Linked DNA regions of Anas platyrhynchos: region 2 is linked to region 1. A link is a contact called in public Hi-C data. All regions are on one chromosome and are shown on one strand. The core of a region is the stretch at or near the end of the contact, and the rest is flanking DNA. Distances in the headings are between cores, read along the strand shown. Region 1 overlaps KDM4B (lysine demethylase 4B). Region 2 overlaps KDM4B (lysine demethylase 4B).

Region 1 (6,329 bases), core at 2,635-5,134:
GTTCAATGCTGTATTTGATTCATGCTTTAAAGGCGTTGTTTTTAAAGGCCTTACAATAGAAATCTTCAATAATAACGATTTGAGTGTCTTTGTTCAATTCTTCTCGACTGAACACCAACACAGGTTGCCCAGAGAGGTTGTGGAAGGGGGAAAAATCAAATGCCCGACAATCCTGACATGTGAAGCTGATTGTTGCCTATTTCTTGAAACAGGTGACTGCAAAGTAAAGGCCCGTCCTCCGAAAGTAAAAGGTGAGAGGAAGAGGAAGCACCTTTTCCATCAACACCAGCACCATCTGCAAGCACCACAGCCTCAGCAGCAGCAGCCACCCCTGCCACCGGCACCGCAGCAGCAGCTGGCAGAGGAAGAGGCACCGGCAGCACGGCCACCAGTACCCGCAGCAGTACCCACGTCGTCCACAGCAGAAAAAAGCTTGCCCCCGGCTCCCCTGAACATAATCCAGCCCTCGGAGACGCCGGTTGAGGAAGATGACTTTAAGCCCCGGCCTATCATTCCCATGCTTTATGTGGTTCCACGGACCAAAAAGGTGGTGTTTGACAAGGAGCGCATGTCCTGCCAGCAGGCGTTCGAGCAGTTTGCGACACAAAAAAGTCCAGGCTGGCGGGAACAGACGGTCCCTTTGGAAATCCCTGTGAAGGAGGAGGAGAACATGGAAGCAGGAAATACAGAGATTGCTACAGAGGTCAGTGATCTACAGGTATGCGTGACTGAGGAAGTGACTGTAAGATTTGCTGATTTGAGCAACGCGCTGAGTACAGGAGTACTAACTTCTGCCTGAGCCTCTAGAGCAATAGTGCCATGGTGGTGGGCCATAGATTGCTTGGACAGGAAGAGATTATGTTCTCATGCTTCAGGCTGTAGTAAGTCGTTGTATTGATGCTAGCTCATTAATAAAACTCGTTATTGTCTGCAGAAGATAAAATAGGGAATGGCTTTTCCTGCTATTAATAAACATAGAAATTACTGGAATGATCAACCTAAAGGCTAGGCGGGGAAGACCCTGCAAGTAAATGGCTGCTGCAGAGCAGCTGCTCCAAGACAATGATGAAAACCAAGTAGTCACCAGGGGAACTTGGATTGCACCAGCATTTCGATAATTCTTCTGCCTTGTTTCTGACGTCTCCAGCTGATAGCATGTGCTTTATGCTTCCAGGTATTGACCTGCTGTAGTGTTGCCTTCGGATCTTTTCCGTAATGAGAACCTAGAGTTGGAAAAGTTGGCAGACATAACTTTTTCATGGACAATACAGTTCATGACATATAATCTATTGCAGGCATCTTTTTTCCCTTGGTGAGTGCTTTCTTGAGGACCGTTTTCAAAAGAGGAAGGAGGCAAATGTTCAGAAATTAGATATCTAGCACTAGATATCTAGAAATTAGATACCTAGCACCACCTAGGTATTAGATATCTAGTACTAAGTAGCTTACCTGTAATGTGTTCAGTGCCTTTCACCAAAAAGGACTGTGAGCCACTATGATTGGTATGTATGCAGTATTTACAGTGTTGGATGGTGCACAAGGCAGTAGGTACAGTACACTATAAATACATTTGTCATAAAACACACTGTAATGCTCTAGTAAAATGTTTCTGATCCTATATGCCCTGCACATAATTTTCATAGTAGATTTTCTAGCTGTTTGTGTGGTAGACCCAGGCTTCTCATAAGGCAATGGAAGAGGCAGATTTGAAGCTGCTGTGAAGCTCTTCTGGCTTGAAGAAAACATTGCAGTTTACCTGTACCTGACATCTTAGGAGACAGAATTGGCTTTATCTACTACACTAATTGGCTTGGGAGGCTTTATTGATTCAGCGAAAAGGCAATGAAAAGTTGGCTGTGTAAATTCAGCAATTCTTTATGACAAGTATTCTACTTCTGTTGTCCTGTAGTCTCCTTTGCTTGCCAATAGATTTTGGGGTACCCATCTAGCTCGTTCTGGTTTGTTACAGACCGCTGCTTTTTCAAAAATGAAGATGGAGATAAAGAAAAGTCGTCGTCATCCACTGGGCAAACCTCCAACCCGCTCCCCGTTGTCAGTTGTTAAACAGGAGACCTCGAGTGATGAGGGTGAGTGCTGCACTAGCATGGAGACTGCTTTGTGTGTCTTGTCTAACGTGGAAAAATTGCTGAAGCTGATTAACAAAATTGGATGGCTTGAAAGTTTTTGCGTTATACTTAGAAAATGGTAGAAAATGCAGCATGTTCCCGTTCTGATAACCCGGCTAGAAGCAAATACATCTGTAGGAGGAGTCCCTTCTCACCTCCCATCCTTTTTTCTATCAAGAAAAATACTTTGCTGGTTGCAGAACGAGGCAACATTTTGAGCAAAGGGAGGTAAGAGTTCATAGTAAATAACAAAGTTAAAGCTGCTTCTTAGCTATTTCATTCATATGAGATCACTTCAGAGGGAGGTGGATATAAGGTCTGCTATTATGTGTATAGGGATGGTAAATTCTAACTTTTTGGTTGTTTTTTTGATTCATGTCAATGTTGGGGTCCAACTTTTCATAACAGATCTAGAAAAGAGAAGTAGAAAGTCTCTCAGTGCTTAACTTTACACTGATTTTTGTTTTCCCACAATTCCAGTCACTGTAAATTCCATAGTATCTGGGCAAAAGGAGGAGAAAAAAATAAAAAGGGCTCTTACTTCTCACTTGTGTTGTAGTGTGGTATAATTTACCACTTCTGGGTCTTGCCTACGTTATAAAATACTCAGAATACAGAAACTCCGTAGTAAGATTTTTCACACAGGTACTTGAAGGTGTAGGTGCCAGTCCCAGCTTTCAAGGAACTTAAAGCTTTACATTCAGAAGGACACAAGACAGAGAACACATTTTAAAGAAGCCTGGTGTGGCAGTAGGGTATGCTGTACCTCCATCTCCTTGCTGGGGATGATGCATTTGATATCCTGCATATGTGTAATGTGGAGCGAAGTGTAGAAAAGCAGTTGAGTCTAGTTAGTTATCTTGTTTTGGTGTACCTTGCAACAAACTCTGTGCTGAAGGATCCTCATTAGACAGATTCCTTTCACTGTTTTGACTTGTTGGATGGCGTATGGGGACTTAGCTGGCTGACTCAGGAGCCGCTTCTGTGAGAGCTGGCATTTCTTGGGGACTGATTTACAGCACTGCTGGGCAAAATCTGATCAAACAAATTCTTCTCTTCCCCGCAAGGGAATAGAAGCAGCTCTCTGCACTCCGTGCTTTTTCAGGGCTAATGTATAAGGATGATCTGGAGGCTGCAGTGAGGAAAAGTGAGCATATAAATTAAGGGAACGCAATATTCTACACTAACATTCAATTGAGACAAACTGCAAACCTTTTCTCCCTGTGTGTAAGTTGCTTTGGAGACACAGGAGCCATCCTGAATACTGTGGCTCACCTGGAATCCATCCTGGGATGAATGAAGGTGATGATCACATACAAGAGTTATTTCCTTTTTACTCTTACCCTTTCAATATGGATTATGATGCTGGTTTCCAATCAGCTTTCATTGATTTCACTGGTATCATAAATCCTTCCCCGTCTCCTGATACGCTTTGATTAAAAGTTGGAGAAACACATGGTTTGGTTTTGGCTCACGTCTCAAAAATTCCTTAAAGGTGCTTGACTTCTTTAAGAGGTGACTGTTGAGCTGTGCTTTGAAAATCTATCGTGGTAGTATCAATCTGCATACCCAGGGTCACTGATCTTTTTAATTTCAGCTGTACCCTACACGAGATGTGGACTGGTAAGCGTGTTTAGCTGAAGTGACCAGTGATAAAACGTGTCCTTGTAAATCCGTTCTGTTAGAGAGCCAGCTGTGTGCTGATGCTGCCTGAACTGGCAGTCAGCGCGTGGCACAAGCATTATCTTCCACTAGGAAGGGACGCCTCGCTCAGCCACTGGCAAGGCTGTTCCTTTTTGTTTCCCTTTCTACCAGAACGCTGTGCAGCATTGTGGAAAAGGCTGAGCTATTAGCAGTTCTTGTCAGCCCGTGGATACCAGTTTTAGTCCAACATAAAACTGCAGTGAGAAAGCAAAGATATTTTAGAAAGGAATCATCATGTTAGAGTGGCAAAGACAAACACTGTTTATAATCTCAAAAAAGGATTGATCAAACAACCAAATTTCCCACGTTGTCTGACAAATACGTCTCAAATTACTTGGAAGGAGCATTCAAAATCTCAGATGTAAACTTAGCTGTAAGTGTTTTCCTGAAAGTTCCTCCTATCTTTTTCAGCAGCATAAGAATTTGAAAATATAGAAGGGGAGGTAGGAATGGAGAAGAGGCTTAGATTTTTTGAGAGGAGAGCATTAACTGCGGATTTCCAGTAATTAGCAGTGAGCAATGTTGTTTGATGTGCTGGGCTCTGGGGATGATGCTCCACCAAGATGTTTTGAGTTCCCCTGGCCAAAGCTGTTCTTTTGGGTGCTTTGCAGATGGGTGATGCAGTGAGCAGTTTACGCTTAGACTTGCACAGCAAATTTCTTTAACACTTGTAGTGACTCAAAATTCCTTAATAATGACGGGTAAGAAACTTGGACCCCCAGACTGGCACGAATGGGTTCGGTGGTTGTTTAATCATAAAATACCAAGGGCCTTTTAAAGGTTTTATAAAAACAAAGAATTAGCAAGCTAATTAGCACAAGCAGTACCGATCAGAGCTCTGGCAGAAGGAAAGGTGGTGATGAATGTGAATTGAAGGCTTAGCGGTGTGCGCTCGGTGGAAGTTGCTGTGAAGCAGCTGCAGAAAAGTAAAAGGAAAACTTGAACCGTGTGCATCTCCTGGGCAGCATTGGTGTTTGCAGAACCAGGTACAGGAGGCGCTTTGTGAAGGTTGAAATGGCCTTGCTGCTGACAGCTGGGAGAAGGGGGTTAGCATGTATGGCATGCATGGCTGTTAGAGAGCACAGCTCCCAGCTGGGGAAAGGACAGGGGGATTTCCTTGCACTTGCATCATGTTTCTTGAACTTGGCCTCATTAAAAGGATGCTGTAGGTTTCTAGGGCTAGGGAAGTGGAGAGTTAGGAGGGCAATAAATACAGATCCTCTTTCTTCTTCCTCATGGATGATTTCATCAGGTCATTGGCGTCTCCACCTTGTCTGTCCTACCCATTAAGTGGAGATTATATCCACTTAAAGAAGTATTTGAGACACGTGTGAAGCACCATGGATGGGTTGACTGTTCTTAATGATTCAACTGGTGTTGTTGAAACATAAGCTTTTTAATCCCACCTTTCCACTACATTTTGCCTGTCCTAAAGCCTGTCCATCATTTGGGGATTTTTTTTTTTTTCTAGAAACGTTTCCATTTTCTGGGGAGGAAGATATGAGCGACCCAGAGGCTTTGAAATCTTTACTTTCCCTTCAGTGGAAGAATAAAGCACATAATTTCCCAGCTGAACGAAAATTCAATGCAGCTGCTGCACTGAGTGAGCCATACTGTGCTGTCTGTACCCTCTTCTACCCATATAACCAGGTAATTTCCAAATCTTCTCTGATAGATGCATCAGTGCTGGGTGCTAAATGGTAGCTACTGTACAAGTTATGATGCAGACCTTTGTAATAAAATGGGAAGTCTCATACAAATTTGTGTCAGAGAAGCGTGTTTGGATTTGGCAGAGGCAGTGGGTCTAGCCTTTTTTATCTGTCCTGGCTTCTCTGGCTTTCTCAGCTTTAATTATTTAAATCACATGTACATGGGTTTGCACTGCAAACAGTATTTCATGCAGCAAAGCAGTGCCACGTTGGGCTGTGATCACTCTTGTTTAGATCTGTGCCTGGACTTTTGAATGTATGCAAACAAGCATCAAAATGAGAATGTGCTCAACAAGCATATACATCATTCTTTAGAAACTACTAATACGCTTTGGGTTATGTTATGAGCCGAAAGGCAAAATTTATCAGGTGAATTATTTATTTGTCCAGTTGCGTATTGAGTCATTTTTGCATGTTTTTAGAGCCAAATCTGGCTATATGTATCCGATAGGAATACATGCAGTGTATTCAAATGTATGTGTTGGAAGCTTTTTCTGAAAAAAGCAGAACCCACCTCATTCTCCAATTATAAATCTCTTAATTTATTATACAGACCAAAAATAAAATGTGTGTTCAGGATTGCTGATTGGTTATATAATGGTTGTGAGGAAAACTGGCTATAGCTGGGCTGTTTTAATCCTTTGTTTTTAACTCAGCTCTGCTACCAGAAACCTTGAAATGTTCTTCTGGAGAAATTGTTGCAGAAAGAATAGGGAAGAATGCCAAAAGGATGGGAGTGTCGTGGGGAGGAGAAGGACGTCTTACTTTTATTAATATATTTTTCCCCCTT
Region 2 (6,169 bases), core at 197-2,696, 44 kb before region 1:
AAGTCTGGATTATTGGGATCTCAGTAACCCTCGCACCCTGGAGATCCTGTGAGTTTCTTAAAGGCAGATTAGCAGGAATCACAGAGGCATTTTGCACTTAAGGCAGCTGAGGACTCTGAATTGGTTGAATTGGTACGGTGGCTTTTTTTTTTTTTTTTCCCCTCTCCATACAGAGATTTTTATTTTTATTTTCTGAGTTTTCCTTGCCCCATTTCTTGGCTTTAGGGAATTCAGAACGTTCTGCAGCCTTCTTTCTCCCTCACCTCCCTTGATCTCCAAGGTCTTCAGCCTTCCTTGGGTAGCGTACGAGGCTGGCTTGTTTTTAAATGGGTGTGCACGTTTGCTGTTTGTGCGTTCCACTCCGTGACAGTAGAGATTTATCGGCTTGTTGGGGTGGAATGGGGGAGAAAGGAGAGGCAGAGGAAGGCCATTTGGCAGCAAGGGGCTCCTTGCAGCTCACAAATTTCCTTCCAGCCTCTGCTATCCCATGTAATCTGTTTTACAGCTTTGCAGTTTTGGATTGAAAAAGTAGAATTTATGGTGATGGTTGATTTATAGATTAACTGCAACACCATTTACTCTCTGGCAGATTTGGCAAAGCAAGACCCTTTTCTGTTGATAAAAGGGATAGAGGAAGGAACACTGATATTCATTAAAAGAAATCAAAGGAAAGGGAGATAAAGTATGACCAGGCAGAGCAGCTTTTCACTCTGCTACATCTTCCACAACTGCTAGGTGAACGCTTTGGGTTTCTGCATTGAGAATTTGTGTGCATGTTGATTTTGCTCCGAGATTCATGAAAGGAGTGATATATTGAGATGCAGAGTTGCATCCCCCTGTAATTCACTGATAAATGAGAGCAGTGCAGCAGTGAGTTATTAATACAGCCTTTCAAGCCTCATATACCGCAGTCATTAGTTAATCAATACAAACCTCACTACGCTGCTGATATTCAAACGAGCCTTCCCCCGGGCTCCCCTAGGGCTGAGGGCGCTGTTAGTCCTGGAGGTGGTGCTGTGCCTGAAGGATGATGTAACCCTAACGAAAAAGGGGCCGGTGCTGCTTGGTAGGCTGCTTTACAAGTCCGAGGGATCGGCGTGTGGTGGGGACTGGAGTGTTTTTAATGTAGTTAAGTCACCAAACCAAACTGTACGAAGCACTAGGAGCCCAGGGATGTGTGATGGGGGTTATCTTCCAAATCAGGTGCCTGCAGTTGGAACAGGATTTTTCTTTCTAATGGGCTTGGAGTTTTATTGTGGTGTTATGCTGTTGTAGATCGATTATTAGAAGATAACTTTTCATGATGCAGGGGAGGAGTGGTATTCTGGGCAGGTAGGACTTGCACATTGCCTTTCTGCACTCACTCTCATCTAACACAGAAAATATTGTGAAGGCCACAGCAGACTCAGACTGATGGGATCAGCTGTGTAAACCCTCTGAGGAGGGGCTGTTGCTCTGTAGGAATGGGTGAAGTGACCTCAGCCAGCCGGCTGGCTGTTGGTATCCATTCGCTCTGCTCCTTCCTCTCAGCTCTGTCACATCAGTGCTTTTTCTTCTTCTCCTCCCAGCTGATGTCCTCTGCTCTTTTTACTATTCTTATTCTTGCCTACATCCCCTGCAGAAGATACAGTATTAGTGCACACTCTGATACCATTTGATTTTTCAGTGTATGCATTTTGCACCCATCTCTATTGTGTGCGTTTAGTTTCTTGAAATTAAAAACAAAATTTAAAAACTCCTACAAGTTGGGGTTTGCCTGCTAGTGGTTGTTCTGAGCCTAGCAAAGTGAGGATCCTTCTAATCCATGGCTCATCTTTGTGCTCTTCCGTAATGATCTTGAGAGGTGGTAATGCTGCTTTGTGATCTCATTCTTATTTTTATAGTGGTGTCTTCAAGTGGGCTCCTACTCCAGCATTTAATGCGTGTGCTGCCGCTTCCGCCAGCACTAATAATTCATCACAGCTCAGTAGTCCCAGTCTGGATTGAAAGAAGCGTGCCTTTGATCCAAGAAGGCTCTTGCTGAAACTCATTCTTGCGTTTTGAAAGTGTCTGCTCAAAGCTCAGGCCTGATTTGAAATGAAGATCTATGGAAGTCTGACAGGATCACAGATTGGTTTTAATAACTGAGCCTTTTGAACGGTGCACTCTGCCACTGAGACAAGATGGGAGGGAGATGTGCTTCCATGCTTCACAGAGCTCTTTCAGCATGATCTGACTTGGGCCCTGGGGGAGAACGAGCTTGCAAATTCCAGCTTGGCGTGGCCCTGAAGCGGCTTGGTTCAGAGAAGGAACTAACAGTGGCACTGCAGAGCTTTGTCTGTATTCGTGTTTTGTTAACACATTGGCAGAAATCAGCAGGGATTTTTTTCTTTGCTCAGGAGAGAAAATTGACATTGGGTGACGCCAAGTGCAGTACAAGTGTAGTTTAAAATAACAGAAGCCTATCGTAATGGCAGTACTTAAATAGCACTCTGCGTCGTTGGAGTGCTGTGTGATTGTTAACTAGTTAATGTTCTAAGTAACGTCTGTGCTGGGTTTCTAGCCACTTCATTTCTAACTGGACAACTGACGTGGCAAGGGGGATTGAGCAGACGAAACACAGGAACCTTTACGAGCTGTGTCACTGATCTTTATCAGACCTTAGCTCCAGCACTCCTAGTTCTGATGCTGGTGGAGCACAGGCACTGGCTTCAAAGGCGTTGCTGTGGCTTGTAACAACCTCGTTTGGTGGCTGAGGATCATTACATCTTTGGAATGTTTTCTTCCTCCAAAAGGAAATGTGTGTAGTGGCATTGCATCTCTAGCACAAGGGGTTTCAAAGATACCTTTCATTACTAACCAACAGATTTCTTTTGGTCTGCTGTAGGAAGCTATCTGTATTCTTCTCCAAAAGCAGCGAGCAGGAGCAAACATGTGCTGGTGCCCAGTGAAGGAGGCAGCTCTCACAAGCCAGTTGGCACAAGATAAAACATCTGTGATCTCCCCTGGTTACCTCTTTTTCTCCAGGTTTCTTGAGTTGTGCTGAGGCCTTTTTACCGTGTAAGGGCTTTGAAGCACAATCTTTGCTTCTTTTTGTGTTGGTACAGTTTCCATTATGAAAGGAACCAGTAATTAATAATCTGATTACCAGTTTAGGGAAATAAATGTGATGTGAACAGGTTCTTCAAAACAAATAACAGCGAATGGTAAGAGGATGCATATTATAGTCATTCATCTCTGTTGAATTGTATACTAATTATCTTCTTGGCCAAACTGAATGAATAAATGATTTCATAATGTTTTCCCCCAAACACCTTTTCTTAGTAAAATACCCCCTTCATACAGCTCATTCACTGCATGCAGAAGCAGACTGTGGGTTTATTTTGTGCATGTGGAAGTAGAATCACTCCAATGTGATTTGTAATTTTGTGCTTTGTGCCCGGCATTTGTTGCTGTGAAGCTTACTGGACTGTTACATTGGTAGTCTTTCCAAGACCAGATGGTTGTTCATATTTAAACTCCCTGTTTTAAAATAGTATTTAAAAATTGCATTTGAGTTCTGGAAAAATCTTACATTCTCAGTTCTAGGTTAGTTCTAGGTTAGTGAAACAATGTGAAATGTTTAATTGCCTGCTTGTCTTCTGCACGGTCTGAAGTTTTGAGTTCAGGTGCACCTCTTGAAAATTTTTATTGCTTTAGAATCAGAAATTTAAAAAGCTGCTGTCTGATGCTAGTTCTTGAAACTAATGTCTCTAATACTATTTCTAGCTCATGGTAGCTTTAAGAAGAGCCTTTTGATGAGAGGGATTTAACGACTTGTGATCGGTAACCATTGGTAATCTTCCAGCAGTCGATCCATTAGGATTCAATACAAAGTCCAGAGTGGCCTGAAATATCCTGCCTAATGTTGCTGCAGAACAAACTCAGGGGTTGTAATTGCCCAGACGTCAGCTTCTTAAGGGAAGGAGGAGGTTTCTCATCTTGGGTGTTCTGTTAAGAGCAAAATTACTTGCTACTTCTCGGTATTGTGGTTGGCAGTGGGGTTGATAATTAGACAGCTATGCTAATGGAAGAGGGATCTTATCATGTGGAATAGCCTCCACACTGAGAGCGCTCACTGTTACCTTTCTGAGCAGGTTTTGTCCTGGTTTTCTTCCTGTGCTCATTCCCATAGGGTTGCATTTGAGCAGCTGACTTCAGAGCTCATTTTTCTCTGAGCTTTAGAAGACAGGTTGATTTGGTGTGCTCGTGTGGTTGTAATCTTGTTCTGTCATTACCTATTTACTCCTTATTATGGCTTTTTGAGCAGATACTCCCAAGCCTCTGTGTTTATCTTTCTTCCTATGTGTATTTCAATAAAAATGTCATTATTTGAAATCATTGACACTGCTGGTTAAAGATACTGAATTCCATCATCTATTGTCCTGTAAAATGATCCATTAAAGATAAAACTGCAGACACTCAATAAAGGTTTTTTCCTAGGAACAAGGAGCTCTCTGATCCGTGTGCGGTCTTATCTCCGGAGCACGTGTTTGCATTCTTGATGCAGAGGAGCCACAACAGAGGGGGACAGATGAGGGGGGCCGGAGATTTTTTCCTTTCCAAATGGTGATTGTGAGAAGTGGAACTGAATACCTAAAGCAAAAATTCACTGTTGGATAACCTCAGATACCGATGAGGAGAAGAAGCAGTGTTGATTGCTGTCTCTTAACAAATTGGGAGGGAGAAAGGGATGGAGGACTGCTAAACGTGGAGGACAGTAAAGGAGAGGAAAAAGAGAGCTGGCTGAAGGGTAGGGAGCTGACAGTGCTTGCGACGAAGGAGCAATCCATTCTTGTTGTTGAAATGCCTTTTCTCCAGACAGGCTGCAAAACCAGCTTTAAGAACAGTGCAGAAAAACTTTGATTATTGCTCTGAGCTTTGTTTTGACACTGCTAGGAGATGTATTATAAATACCTTACCTTGTAAAAAAAAAAAAAAATAGGTCTTAGAAACAGGATGTGAACTTTGCAGGCGAGGAACTCCTCTGCACATAGTAGTGGCTCTTACAGCTTCTATCAGGTGATAAATATTCTTGATAGACTAAGGTTTGGTGGTTTTTTTTTTGGAAGCATTTCTGCTGTCAGGGAGGCTAAAGACGTTGAAGGTTAAGGTTCAGATTATGCATTTATGGACACACTTTATCTTACAGAGATTGAAATAATAGCTTTTTATTCTGCATGTCACCACTGAGAGTAGGCTGGCATTTGAATCTTCAGAGGGTCAATATTTTTGGCACAACTAAATCTGCTTTGAAGACAGATAACTAACCCCCAGCTTGACGCGTGGTCTTAGGCATTTTAAATGTGCTTTCGCTTTTTGTTTGCGTTCCTTATTTCAGTAATTATAGCGTGTTAAACTGTGTGGGCCCTGTTTGGCCAGACCTTGTGCAGACACTGTGAAATTAACTTTCTTACCTTCTAACAGGAATCGGGCTGAAGTGACATTTCTGAAGCTGAACCTCTGCCCGTGGTGCCCAATCCCCAGTAGAGAGCGGGCGCTTGCGGTTTAGTAATCTAGTAATTGCTTAATTGCTCCGTTTTGGCGAAGGAGAGGCCAAGCTGCTGACGTGCTCGGTGTCGTAACTATCCAAATCTGTGCGCCTGTGTCACAGCTGTAGCAAGAAAAGGGCTTGGAAGCTTTGAGGGAAGCTTGAACTAAGGGACGGGATGCTCTGGCGCTCTGCCGAAGCTAATGATAGCTTCAGGTGAGAACGGTGTCCCTTAAACCAGGAGGAACTGGTGGGGAGGGTGCGAGTGGGCTGAGGATTGCCTGAGGCAGCAGCGCTTTGTTACGGGTAAAATGTTTTAATAGCTTTTGAGACAAAATTGAACCATCCTCATCTCCAACTTTGACGAGGCAGCCTTAGGTCAGAATCTGAGCTAGCCTGGAAAGCCCCTGAAGAACATCTGATGCCGGAAAGCGGTGACATTGCAGCAGTGAATTCCCTCTTATGTCATCCTTTACTGGCTTCTGAACCAGTCCTTGTATCCCAGGATGGTCGGTGTACTCTCTTTTTTTCACTGACACACTCGTTTAATTCTTAACTCACAAGACATTTGCTTATTTATTTTCATTGTTCCCGATAATAATTCGAAGCCATTAGAGGGGAAAATTGTATTCAAAAATGCTGTTTCACACTTTATTTGTT

What was found. Hi-C and Micro-C count contacts between places; a contact is called where the count stands out from the background.
Region 2: a contact with region 1 is called in a Hi-C map of liver, with 1.7 times the contacts expected there. The contact joins two enhancer-like sites. A contact is called at or near these places in 3 of 8 Hi-C or Micro-C datasets (F5 follicle, liver and small yellow follicle).

What each region holds. Positions count from the first base shown.
Region 1 is chr29:2,861,821-2,868,149 of IASCAAS_PekinDuck_T2T, reverse strand. It overlaps KDM4B (lysine demethylase 4B), which reads left to right. Exons shown (of 23, transcript XM_027471888.3): 12 at 213-718; 13 at 1,970-2,087; 14 at 5,302-5,480. Among named protein-coding and RNA genes, the nearest start is that of KDM4B, 70 kb to the left of the region's middle. Within about 2 kb of position 3,884, at least 4 of the 8 cell types and tissues checked have an H3K27ac peak or open chromatin away from gene starts, as enhancers often do.
Region 2 is chr29:2,904,013-2,910,181 of IASCAAS_PekinDuck_T2T, reverse strand. All of the region lies in intron 5 of KDM4B (lysine demethylase 4B), which reads left to right. Among named protein-coding and RNA genes, the nearest start is that of KDM4B, 28 kb to the left of the region's middle. Within about 2 kb of position 1,446, at least 2 of the 8 cell types and tissues checked have an H3K27ac peak or open chromatin away from gene starts, as enhancers often do.